3 separate regions of the Hordeum vulgare genome follow, and regions 1 and 2 are each linked to region 3. Evidence: chromatin contacts called from public Hi-C data. All regions are on one chromosome and are shown on one strand. Each heading gives the region's core, a stretch centred on a gene start, on an enhancer-like site or on the middle of the called end of the contact. The rest is flanking DNA. Distances are from core to core; before and after follow the strand shown.

The links. A called contact is a pair of places that touch in the nucleus more often than the background predicts.
Region 1: a contact with region 3 is called in a Hi-C map of leaf, with 2.2 times the contacts expected there. The contact joins the promoter of LOC123442092 here to the promoter of LOC123442081 in region 3. A contact is called at or near these places in 3 of 6 Hi-C or Micro-C datasets (leaf and seedling) and 1 of 1 datasets of contacts at active chromatin or transcription factors (embryo).
Region 2: a Hi-C map of leaf shows a contact between it and region 3, with 2.7 times the contacts expected there. The contact joins the promoter of LOC123442103 here to the promoter of LOC123442081 in region 3. A contact is called at or near these places in 2 of 6 Hi-C or Micro-C datasets (leaf and seedling) and 1 of 1 datasets of contacts at active chromatin or transcription factors (embryo).

What each region holds. Positions count from the first base shown.
Region 1 is chr1H:421,638,634-421,643,298 of MorexV3_pseudomolecules_assembly, forward strand. It overlaps LOC123442092, which reads left to right and starts at 2,221. Exons shown (of 1, transcript XM_045118197.1): 1 at 2,221-4,589. The coding sequence starts at 2,474. The coding sequence ends at 4,273.
Region 2 is chr1H:421,688,991-421,693,388 of MorexV3_pseudomolecules_assembly, forward strand. LOC123442103 (DUF21 domain-containing protein At4g14240-like) reads right to left here and starts at 2,924. Exons shown (of 13, transcript XM_045118207.1): 1 at 2,555-2,924; 2 at 1,496-1,572; 3 at 586-669; 4 at 394-507. The coding sequence starts at 2,867.
Region 3 is chr1H:421,507,771-421,512,340 of MorexV3_pseudomolecules_assembly, forward strand. It overlaps LOC123442081 (rhomboid-like protein 14, mitochondrial), which reads left to right and starts at 3,066. Exons shown (of 2, transcript XM_045118189.1): 1 at 3,066-3,484. The coding sequence starts at 3,233.

The DNA.
Region 1 (4,665 bases), core at 971-3,470, 130 kb after region 3:
TCTGTACCTCAAGGGATCCCCTTTATATATGCAGGTGGAGACCTCAAGGCTACAATAGAGTTTGAGTTGAATAGCTACTCTTGTTCTCTTCTACTTCTTATTATCTTGGATAAGGATGAAGGATCTTCATGTCTCCCCTTAACGAGTTGTCTTCTAATTGATGGGCTTGAGCCGGCCTTGCGGTGAGTCACCCTTTGGGCCTCTGTACTGAGCCTCATGTCCAAAGCGTAGGCCTCGCGGGTTAACTCGTGGGGCATATCCCCAACACACACCGTATATGGCCATCCACTGTGATGGTGTCCTAGATAAGGGCGTGACGAGCGAGTAGGCCCCCGAGGATGGGATGGGTCGAGGACCCCCAAACTATCAACCAGGTGGGCCACGTCTGGCTGGCCCACAAAGTACCCAAGATGAAATCTTCCGAAGACTTGGCACACACTCGAAGGAATGATATTATTATCGCCATGTTTATCCCCTGATGTAAGCTACCTAGGTTTGACCGTAGGTACCCCCAATGTCCATGTAAGGCGAGGGGTTTTAGACCTTAGATGTAGATTCATACACACATATGATCCCGAGGTAGACCAACATGTACTATGTATTCCATCCACAATTAATACAATACAAGTAGGATGTGGGGTTTTACCTCTTTGAGAGGGACCGAACCTGGGTAAGTACCATGTCTCTTATTCATCACGGTACGATCTAGCCAAGATCACCAGGTCGGGACCCCCGACCTGAGATCTATCGAATTTAGCCCCGTTACACCGCACACAACCGAGCAAGAGAGGCCCGCCACCGCTAGCCACTATCGGGCTTTGCCTGGCGCCATCACGTGATGCATGCAAGGGGAACAGGGGATGAGTGGGGGTGGGGCGACGACGCTAGGGCTTGCTCGAGCTGCCCCCTTGAAGAGTGACGGCTATAGGGCTCTCCCCGACATCTTGTTGTTGTAGTATCCTCCATTGATGGTTATGCACTAGGTCTAGACCGTTAGTGCGAGGACATAGCCTATTCTAGAGGGCGACATCGTTGCTCTACATTGATATGGTGTTCAAAGTGGGGTGGAGAATGTGGCAAAGATTGTGGCATTGTTTGGTTGATGCCCAACAATATCCCAACTAACCCATAGAGAATTTTGATTTATCACAAAATGTACATGAAAATTGGCAAGAACACAAACCCGTGATATGTGAATCATATAACTAGCCAAACATGGCAAGACACAATTATGATAATGGTAGGAACACCCAAAAAATGAATTAGACGTGCATGCCATTCTAAAATATGAACAAAACATGTTAAAATGAACTAAATTTAATATATCCATTGTTATATGATGTTTGATGTCTATTTGACGTGTCATACTCACAACATCACTTTGCAATAGGAGTAGGTTGTTAGCACGAAGACATTAGCCTATTCACACAGGTGGCACCATCGCTCTACATATATATGACATTGGTTGAGAGGGAGACAAGGTGGGAGAGAATGTGACATCACTTGTTTGGGTGACGTCTAACAATATCACAACTAACCCATTTGGAATTTCGGTTTTATCACAAAATGTACATGAAAATTGGCAAAAACAGAAGCTAGTGACATATGAACCATATAACTAAGTAAACATGACAAGACACGACTGTGACAATGGCACACACATACACAAAAAGAATTAGACATGCCTGCCATTCTAAATAGCATGGACAAAACATGTTAAACACAAGTAAAATTAAGATATCCATTGATGTCAATTTGATATGCCATACTCAAAACATCACCGTGCAATAGGGCTAGGTCGTTAGGACGAGGACATTAGCCTATTCAAGAGAGGCGGCACCATCGCTCTACATAGATATGTTGTTGGTTGAGAGGGAGACAATGCGAGAAAGAATGTGACGTCACTTGTTTGGCTCATGTCTAACAATATCACAACTAACCCATAGTGATTCTTGATTTATCACAAGATGTGCACGTAGATTAGCAAGAACAAAAATCCGATGACATGTGAATCATATAATCGACCAGCTTAAATATAGCAAGACACGGTTATGACAAGGAGACAAAAACACAACTAAAATTAGACATGCCATTCTAACTACTGTATGAAGCAAACGTGCTAAACACAACATGTATAGCATATACCGTAGGGGGAAACCACATGAGTGGAAATCCAACAATCTGCATAGAAGAAAATCTGAGACTCAAAAAGCATATGCATTTTGCGGTGCAACAGAAGATCCCGTTCGCACGTTCACTGCCCTGCGCTGGCTCGTGTCCAAGAAAAAACCAATCAATCCTCCGCAGTCCGCACCACCGCCCCCTAACCAAAACCAAAACCAAAACCAAAACCAGAACCAGAACCAAAACCAGGCGAGCGGCCCTTTTTCCCGTCGCGAGCACCTCGCCCGCACACGCGGACCCATGCGTGGCCACACCACAACGAGCCGGAAGTAGCCCCCCCGGCCCGGCAATGTCGGCGCTCCTCCCGCCGCCCCACGGGCCGCGCGCCGCCGGGGACCCCAAGAAGACCGACGTCGCCGGGGGCGACGCCAGGAAGCTCCCTCCCTGCGCCGCCGGGGACCCCAAGAAGCCCGCCGCCGGCGGCCGCTCCGCCGCCAAGCTCGCGCTCGCGTCCTTCCTCGGCGTCGTCTTCCTCTTCGCCGTCGACGCGTTCCTCTCCGGTGCTGGCGCCGACCGGCGGCTGCGGCAACAATACCAGCATTACCTCGGCGGCGGCCCCGCCCCGCCTTCTTGGCTCTCCGCGCCCGACCCCGCCCACTTCGCCGAGGACCTCCGCGCCGACGGCGGCCCGCCCTCCTGGCTCTCCGTGCCCAACCCCACCAACTTCACCGACGACCTCCTCGCCCGCTGGCTCACGCCCGGGGGCTCGCCCTGCCGCGACGCCCGCACGGCCAACATCTCCCTCCCGGCTCTTGACGGCGCCGCGGCGGCGGGGGGTGTGACCGAGCTGAGCGCCGCCGAGATTTACGTGTTCACCTTCTGGGCGCTCGACGGCACCGGCCTGCGGCGCTGCCTCGGCGGGGACTTCTTCGAGATTGATCTCTCCGGGGCGGCGTGGAAGTCGCGCCCCCCCGTCGTGGACAACGGCGACGGCTCCTACACTTTCCGCCTCCAGGTTGCGCCCCGCTTCGCCGCGGGGGAGTTCCGCCTCACCATCGTCCTCCTCTTCCGCAGCTTCGAGGGTCTCAAGTTCTCCTCCGCGAGGTTCAAGTACCGCGCCGAGCTCCGCCGCCTTCCTCTACTGTTCCGCCCGGGCAACGCTTCGCTCCCCGCCCTGGAGACTTGTCGGGCCGCCGACTTCGCGCGGGACCTCTGGTCCGGCCGGTGGACGCGGCTCGCCAGAAACGACAAGTGCGAGGATGTGGACGACGCCGGCCGGTACCGGTGCCTGGAGCCGGAGCACCCATGCGAGGCACCGTGGTGCGACGGACCACTGGGCGCGCTGGAGAGCAACGGATGGGTCTACTCGGCGCACTGCTCGTTCAAGCTCTTCACCGCCGACGCGGCGTGGCGGTGCCTTGACGGCAAGTGGCTCTTCTTCTGGGGCGATTCCAACCATGTAGACACCATCCGGAACCTCCTGACCTTTGTTCTTGGCGTTGAGGACACATCCGCAGTGACACGCCGCTTCGACGCCGTGTTCACGAATCCCAGCGGCGAGCCAGGCACCCTGCGGATCACAAGCATTTTCAACGGCCACTGGAACATGAGCATGAACTATCTCGGCCTGCATTCCCTCCGGCACAAGGGGTTCCGCCAGCTTGTCCGGTCATACTTTGCCGGCGATGATCGTGTCCCTGATGTTGTCATCCTCAACTCAGGCCTTCACGATGGGTGCTACTGGAGCAGTGTCCGCGCATACGTTCAGGCCACCGAGTATGCTGCGCGGTTCTGGGCCGACGTCATGGCTAAAGTGCGGCTGCGTGGGCTTGCCGTGCCAAGGGTGTTCTACCGGACGACAGTTGCGACCGGTGGGTATGCTCGGGACCTGGCATTCAATCCAAACAAGATGGAGCTGTTCAATGGAGTGCTCGTGGAGAAGATGAGGCAGCACGGCGTGCTCACAGGTGGGGTGATAGACAACTTCGACATGACGTTCCCGTGGCACTACGACAACCGTTGCAACGACGGCGTGCACTACGGGCGTGCACCGGCAAAGTTGGTATGGCGGGACGGGAAGATCGGCCACCAGTACTTCGTGGACCTCATGCTGGGGCATGTGCTCCTCAATGCCATCTGCAATGGATGAAAGTTCCATCATGCTCTGTAAGTTTGTGCAGCTCAATTGTGTGCTAGAGTAGGATAGCCAAGGAACTGGGGTTGCTGAGGTGAAATCGTGGTATCAGTTCATGTGTACCACACATATCGTCGCGGGCATAGCTGAACCGTTTTATATGGCGAGACCGTCTGATCATTCAGCTATGTTGCTGGTCTGATCTTGCTATAGCTGGCAAGGATGGTCGAAGTTCGATCGGAGCTAGCTTTGGCTGAAAATCAGGTACATGTAAGTATGTATACCGATACCGTTGAGGGGGGCGTAATGCATATACAATTTCTGTGGGTCATTTTGTGTCCAATGTTTGCATTCTTCATTTGTTGTTGTTTCTGTGGTCTGAACGACATGTGAATCCTGGGACACTA
Region 2 (4,398 bases), core at 1,674-4,173, 180 kb after region 3:
TTTTTGTAGCCAGATGGGACTCCAATTATGAACTATATTTACAATTTCTAGTAGCCGTTCTTCCATTCTCTGAGACATCTAGCAGCACTGCTTTCAACATATGACAGGGAATAATTACTAAAATTAATTATTGCGAGGCTACTAAATATTTGTGAAGAAAAGCATACGAACATACAATAGCTACAAGGGCTAAAGCAAAAAAACAAGAAATGACTTGAACATTAACTACCAGAATCTCCAATTAGGATAGTGTAAACAAAATACCACTTTGTATCAATTCTGGGACCAAATCGAGCATAAGCCTATAATCTAACTCATGGGATTTCAAAACCATAGATTCTATGCAACTAATTCAGGGCACCAAACTTGAAAAGGCCATATAGACTTATTTACCTTCCCAATAGGGTAAGCAATAGGATAGCACATGACCATGAGGATACGTACAAGCCATACAAAGTTAGCACCCACCGCCAACCCATACCTAGTACAGATTGCTTGTGGTATAACCTGGTGCCAAAATAGTGAATCAATCAGACCATACTTGGCATTGTAGAGGAAATACTAATAATGTTTGGAATGCAGTACCTCTCCAAAAGCAAGAACAAATGTCACTGACAAGACGACAGCGACAACAGGATGAAAAATCCTGTCAAGGAATATAGGAAGAGCCTGCAAAGGCCACAGGCACAAATGGAAAAATTACTAGCTAAAACAAAGCGTCATGCAAAAGGTACCAGAGAATGCATTCTCTATTTACAATGGCTGTATGATTATGAAATAAAGCGGATGGTGGGAACAAGTAATGCACATGCATGTCAACTATACTGGGAGAAAGAACTACACAATAAGGTTTGCAAATGTAAATTGATGAGTGCAGAAGATCCTTCGTGCATATCTGGAAAAACAATATAACCAGTACAAGGATGCCTATGACAATATATTATGACTTGTGAGTTATGAAGCCAGTTAGCAGTCAGCACTCCAGTATATTGTACTTACTGCATGTTTTATCTCATAACATGCACTTCCAATTTGCAAAACCAATCCTCTTTCACGTAAAATGAAATAGACAGTTGCACATCAATTCTAACGTAAATGAAAAAGACGATAGCACTGTCCACTTCGTGAGTACATCTACAAAGGATGCAATAAGCATGACAGTCAATCTCACCAAAACTTATCCATGGCATTAAATAGAACTAAAACCGCTTTTGCATTTTAATAGTAAAACTAAACTAAAATGATGTGTGGATTCTGATGAGCACCCAAGTTGCGGATTGGAATCACTGGGCATCAGTAGCGTAAATATTATTACACCTTGGTCTTTGAACTCATTTGTCTGGAGTAGACCATATCTTAGCATGTTTACCAATATATGATCATCAGCATTGTAGTTAGAAACTTGAAAGATAGACAATATTATGTTTGCACAAATGTACTGATGGAAGTGCAATATAGTGCGATAAATCATAAAAAATGCAACAAAACTTTGTACCTCCATGGCAACAGCATTACACAGTAGCAGGGTGACAAGAAGCTGGTGCTGCTTTTGAACAACTGGAAGGATAGTAGCTGCAGCAAACAAAACACGCAAGTAACTAAAATATGAACAACAACAAAACAATCAATTGAATATTGAATTACAGATTTTCAAAAGAGGAAAAGTAATAGCAGCATCAGTGTAGAGGCACACATTAAATAAGACATGCTAAAAGAGGTGACACTTAACAGTAACACTTGATAAGCAGTATCTCACTCCTTTGTTGATTCAATTGAAAATTCCTACCACCTACAGATCTGAGGTTTCGTAATGTCTCATGACAGATTATAACAATTTACAGCTTCTCAGAAGGATAAACAAAAACACCAAAAGTTACGGCATATATTACGTGCTGAAAAGCCATAGTTATGTGATACCTGCAATCCTGCATACACAAATGTAGGGGATCAAAGAAGCACTAGAGTGGACATCTTTACAATATCTACTACTCCCTCAGTCCCGAATTGGTTGTCTTAGATTTGTCTAGACTAGATACCGATGTATCTAGAACTAATTTGGGACAGGGGTACATGATACTTCCAATTCCCAGTCGACTAAAGTATCCTCTGATCATTTCATATCTTCCCACGTAAGAGGTGGGTCTTACAAAAAGCCAAATCCCCCACACCCCTTTTTCCCATTTCCCCAATTCCTTGCTTCCTTTTTGTTTGTTCTACTTCCCTACCACAACACTTTTAGAAACATGTCGGCATTAGTAACGTAATTTTTACTGTCAGAACAGAAAATTTTACTGCTAGATGATTTAGCACATGGACATAGTCGTAACCTTTAAATTCTTCCGATTAGTAACAAAAACGACAGCATTAACTCTAATTTTTAGCCATTCAGTAACGATAGTCGCAATCCCCCAAATGTAACATAGTACGATTCCTCTTAAACATCACTCCTCAAACGGCAAACAGATCGAGCACAACGAGGGGAGGATGAAATTGCAAAAAAAAAAAGAAAAAAAAAAGAGGGGGTGACGCGAAAAGTTAGGGGTTCGGATCGGACCAGCCTGCGCCTTCTCGGAGTCGGTGCCGCTGCGCTGGAGGATCTCGAGCTCGACGAGGCCGAGCGACATGAGCCCGAGGGTGAGCCCCGACATGATCCCGGCGAAGAGCACCAGGAAGCAGGAGATGCCGGCGTACGCCCACCACCCGACCGACCCGAATGGCGTGTCATTCCCCTTGAGGATCGCCGCCGCCACGCTCACCCCCGCCGCCGCCGCGGCGCTCGACGCCGGACGCGCCGTCGCCGCGACGGCCCGCACCGCCGCCGCCAGGCTCGCCCCTCTCGCCCTCCCCGCTCCGGCCACCGCCGCCATCGCGCCTCCGCCGCTCCGATGTGCCAGAGCCAAAGCCCCACAGCCTGACAAGCGCTGGCACCGTATAAGGATGTGGGCGAGAGGAAGGCGACAAGATCACTAGGACTCCAGGAGCGGGGCGAGGCGAGGCGCAGGGGCCGTTGGATGCGCCGCGAGGCGTGGATGTGGCCGTCGATCGGACGGCTGACGAAAGGACCGCGGGGCCACCTGTCCCCGCTGCGGCCGAGCGGTGCACGTCTTCGGCGTTTTGGACCGTGGACTGGAAGAATTGGCGGTGGCTGTGTACGTGGCGGTACTAGATCGAGCATTTGTGCTCGCAAGGCATAACGGTATGAGAAAGAGGGCTTCACGATGACCAAATTTGATGTGATTGTGATTGCGATATTCGCATCCATACGCCGATTCAATTGGTGGGATATTCTACCATGAAGAAAACATTGTCAAACTTTGGAAGGTACATATATAATCCTCACGGCATCTCCGGCGTAGACCCTCAAACCTTTATTAAGGGTCCGGACCGGGCAGCCCGGACCGCGAAAGTTATCAAAAACGATCCTGTATTGATCCGTAAAGCGGTTTGGACATGATTTTTCTGTAAATCAAAGACAAATGTGCGGAGGTTTGCGAGATTCCGAACTGCCACTTCGCTCGATTTTGACCATTCTGGTCCATCAAAAATATCTCCTCCCTCTCGCGTGAAACGGCCAGCATCGCTTCAGAGCGTCAGTGCCCGCATTCATATCCGACGAGAGCGTACGTGACCTCTCACTAGCGTCGGCATTGAAGCGGTGCGTTGGTCAAGACAGCGTTGCCTGCATCGCTTCCCGGTGCAGGCGACTGCTGCGCATTCAAATGACACGACGGCCGCTCGTCCGTCCATCTCCCGTCCACATTGATGGCACGCGGTTGCCGAGGCATCTCCTTCGATGCCACCCGTCCGTCCGTCTGCCGCCTGCAATTGCTATATAAACCGCTCCCCGGTCATAGCCGCAGTCATGAGTCTCCGATCCCTCTCTGCACACTGATCTCACAATGGATTCCTCTCCATCAAAGCTCTCTCGAACGGGATGACGTCGGAGCAGAAGAAGGAGACGGACGGCATTGATGCCCGTTGGCGGGCCAGCAGGCAATCGAAGGATGTCGATACCCCCAATGGAGGACGCGATCGACGATGACCCGACGCTATCCTCCTCTTCCTCCTCCATCGTGCCTCCCTCGTCAGTGCACTGCACCATGACCATCGGCGAGGCTCGTGTCATTTACATGGACATGGTGCGGAAGGAGAGGTTCCGGAAGGCGCAGGTCGACGCCGCCTACAACCACCACCTCCTCCAAAAGCACATGTAGACAGAGGAATAGCTCGGTGTCGGTAGGGCAGTCGTGCTCGATGCGGACTTGGCAGAGGAGGAGGCGCTCCTAGAGTCCTACAGCTTTGCTCGAGTGATTCGCCTCACCCGCTGGCGGTACCGACAGCAGGTGGCGGAGGTAGCAGCCACGGCCAAGGACGACGAGGAGGAGCAGGGTGTATCGT
Region 3 (4,570 bases), core at 1,816-4,315:
GAGAGATAAGAGGAAAAGCAGGAGAGGTAGCTCGTCAGAGACTGCAGGGGCGGCGCCGACGGGGATCTTCACCAGCGGGCCGGGCAGATCCGGACGAGGGGGCCCGTTCCCGAGGCTGTAGGCGTCGGGCGCAGCTGTCGTGATCTACGGCGGCGGCGGCGGTCTCCCGTTCTTCTCCTGGCAGAAGAAACGAGCAGAGGGAGAGATGAGAAAAAGAGATTGGGAACAGGGAGAGAAGGAATAGAAGGAAGAGAGCACGGAGACGGAGAAGGAAGGGACTCGGATCCGGCCTGCGGAGCTCCGGCTGCCGGCAGCTTGCCGGAATGACGGCGGTCATGGAGGTTGCGGGCACGGGGCAGTGGCCTCGATCCAATCTGGATCGAGCGCTGCGGGAGGTCGTGGAAGGTTCTCTAGGACGTCCGATCTGGGATCTAGCGATCTAGATCGAGCATGGCTTGCCTGTGCTGGTTGACTGGTTGGTTGGCACAAAAATCTGAGGGGCGGTGGCGGCTAGGGATGGGACAACCCTCCTATATTTTAGGGTTAGGTGCTATATATATATATATATATATATATATATATATATAGTTGGGTTAGAGATAGGTTCATTGGACCCTCTGATCTAGAACGGGTGGTCGAGAAGATTAGGTTAGGGGGTGCAATGGACAAACCGAAGACGATTTGCGGCAAAACGGGGTTGATCCGGATCCAACGGTCACGACCGCCGGGTTCGGGTTCCGGGAGGTTTTCGGACTGGGCTGCGCGTAGGGTCGATGCACTGTGCAGAGGGGCTAGGCATAGAAGAGGGGGAAAACGGGCAACCCGGCGACAGAGTTTGAAATACCGAAACGTCCAACTATTGACCGGCTATAGTGCCACTATATAATAAACGGCACGGGTAACAAACGAGCTCCGATCGCGATGAAATTTGACAGACGGCCTACCTACACTAAATTAAGACCGCACGCCAAGTTACAACTCAATCGGAGAAAGTTTTATACACATATAAAAACGAGGTCTTGACGATGCCGCGACGCGTGCGTGTGTGGTTGTACTCAGAACGGACAACGTCGAGAACCGGCAACTACTAACGGATGCAACTTTTGAAAACGGACGACAACGGGATGCCGATGCAATGCTGATGATGCGATGATGATGCGACAAAAGAACACAGACACACGACGAAAACGGAAAGAAAGGGGAATCTTCTGGAACGTCGGTCTCGGGCTGTCACAGTTTTGTAGATGACTCAGTTGCTCAAGTGCTTAGAGATTTGCCTCCAAAATCCTCAACCACGTTCTCGTGTTCAAATATGTCCAAATTCCCTAAGTCTATCTTGGTCCCAACGAACCACTCCATCGGGACCCACTTAAGTATCCATGACAACAACCACAACCTAAACCTAGTAACTTGATGATACCAAGATGACATCCGGTCCCGCCGAAGTGCACGTGTCAACCTTCTATAACCCATTTGTTTCACTTTAAAATCTCCAAGTGAAATCGATCAGAATTACCGAAGCAAGGAAATGCTTAGGTCATCACACTTCGGCGCCTCCAAGGGAACCATTCATTCACACCGAAACGTCTAATGTTCGAATCTTTTGCACTACTCGATGTATCTAGGATTTATCTTTGGTACCACCGAGTTGGGTAGCAATCCTTAAATGATATGAGTAATACAAGTTACATTTCACCCAAAAAATGGATCTAAAATCATAGATAATTTTTTCAAATGGAAATTAACTAAACTATACTAAACCGTAAAATATGACGGGAATTAACTATAAACTGTAAGAGCATCTAGAGCCGGACCCCTCATATACGTCTAAAATGTCCGCGCAGGCCGCCGAGTCACTAACCGATCACGAAATTTCGATCCAACCGGGCGCCTCAGACGGGCCTCAAAAGCCCGGGCTTACCGGATACCCCCCATATCCAGCCCAAATATGGGGCGAATATGGGGGCGCGCGGGCACGCACGTCACATCAGCCTGGCCCGCACTGGCCCGCATCGACCCCACATATACTCGTCCCCATTCACTCCCTGGACCAAACCCTAGCCACTTCACTCCACTCCCCTCTGCTCGCATTCGCCACCTAAGCTCACCTCCAGCGATCTCCGACCTTCTCCGGCATGGAGGGCAGCGGATCTCACTCCGACCAGTCCGGGTCCGTCGACTGGGGTGTCATCCCCTGCGGGTTGGAGGAGGCAATGGTGGTCCTCATTGCACTGTGCCCGCTCCTGCGAGGACATCGCCTGTCGAACGGTAGGATCTGTTCGCAGCGACTCCATCGCGTCGAACCAACGTGACTGGACCATCGCGGTCTCGGCGACCGATAAATCTCTGCTTACCCATCATCGGTCCGAAAAACTGTGAGTCCCACTAAAAACAGGCTACACGCCATGGGAAGGAGAGGATAAAGCCCGCCGAGGCCCGTATTGCAGAGGAAATGACAACGACGGAGGTGGCTGATGCGGCGGCGCGGGCGGCCGCACAAGAGGAAACTATCCGCGCCCGTATTTTGAAGAAACGGCGACGGAGGAACACCCGTAACCTCGCCCTAATCGGGTGTTCAACGAAATGGCCGGACTACCACCGAAGGTGGGGAAGGAGGTCAGTGACGACGAGGACACTCGAGCGAAAAGCAGATCTGGCTCGATCCGTACTGCGTCTTCGCGTGTTCGGTTGTAAAATGTACTTCCTCCGTTCCTAAATATAGGTCTTTTTAGAGGTTTCACCAGGAGACTACATACGGAGCAAAATGAGTGAATCTACACTCTAAAGTATGTCTATATACATTCGTATGTAGTTTTCTAATGAAACCTCTAAAAAGATTTATATTTAGGAACGGATGGAGTATTATTTAAGACCGGACCGATCAATGTCTGCGCACACGCCGTTGACGTTTGAGGAGTCGGATCTGTCCAGTCCGTCTGTAGATGCTCTAAAATCATCCATCAAAACTTTATTTATTTAATATAGGAAGTCTAAATTGATCAAAACTATTCGGAAAATGATTGACAAGAAGAGGCGAAACACTTGCTCTGGAGTTATCTGGAAGCTTGGCGGCATGCTTGCGACCGAAGAAAGAAACGCATCCAGAAACAAAAGGAACTACTACTAGAGATTTCGACCTCGCCAGAGAAAAAAAGAATAGGAAAGGAATTGGGACCAGCGAATTGCGTGCGCCCCGTCCCTGCCTCGGTGCCGGTCAGTATTCGGTTAGGGGATGGGGGCGGGCATGAGCAGTGGTCGGCGGCGGGGCACCGGCGTCGGCTGGGGCAGCGGCCCGTCGAGCGGGATGCTGCCGCTTCTGGCCCTGCAGGTCATTCTCGAGTACGGCCGCGCCGGCGCCAGCCGCCCGCCCGTGACGGCGGCGCTCATCGCCGCCAACGCGCTGGTCTACCTCCGCCCGGGCGCCCTCGACGCGTTCCTCCCGCCGCTCTCCCGCGTCGCCTTCAACCCGCACCTCATCATCCAGGTACGCACACTGTGGGTTATGGCGGAGTTTATGTTGCGGTGGCAGAAGAAATCGTGTCGCACATCGAAAACCAACATTCTTTATCTGTTCTAGGGCTACAGGGTTGCAAAGTTCAGCAACGGGGTACTTCCGGGTGCTGATTATATATGCTGTGTAGAATAGGATGCGGATCTATTAGCGATGGTTACCGGCGTAAAAGGGAACGTAGTGGAGGAGCTGATCAACAGGGAAGCTATTGGGGTGGGGGTGCGGTAGATGCGGTGAAGAAGAGCTGCAGTCCTGAGCATTTAAAGGACAAAATTGCATATCCAGGCATAATTTAGAAAATCACTGGTAAAAGGACCGTCCCAACTGAGACCAATTAAAAGTAAGGGATAAGTATATTTTTCGTTCTCTAACTCTCGCGATAGTATAGAAATCGTCCCTCAACTCTAAAACCTTTAAAACTCAGTCTCTCAACTATTTAAACCGGATATTTTTCGTTCCTCATGACACTTAAAGTGGTTTTGGTATATGCCGTGGACCTGGTTTTGACTAAAACTGTCCACGTGCCCTGGTTTTGACCGCCATGTAATCTGACCTATGTTATTTAAATGAAAAATTGGGTTTGCTTCTCAAAGTTTGACAAAGTAAATGAGAAATAGTACTGATTAGTCTTAGAAGCAACAACCACAAACATGAATTCTGACATAACCACAAGGGATAACCACAAACATGAGTACAAGTACACTAGTCCAGTAGTTTTGCTGGGACTTTCTTTGCTCTTTTGTTTCCTCCAACTTGAGAAATTGCAGCACCAGATGTAACATTGACTGTAAATGATGAATTAGGCTGCATATTTACTGTCGAAACCAGGCCACGTGGACGATTTTAGTCAGAACCGGGTCCATGTCATACCAAAACCACTTTAAGCGTCGCGAGGGATGAAAAGTATCCGGTTTAAATAGTCGAGGGACTGAGTTTTAGTGGTTTTGGAGTTGAGGGGCGATTTCTATACTATCGCGAGAGTTCGAGGACGAAAAATATACTTATCCCCAGTGTTCAAGAAAGCGTTTTTAAGCGACGCTGAGCGATGGCAAAGCGCTT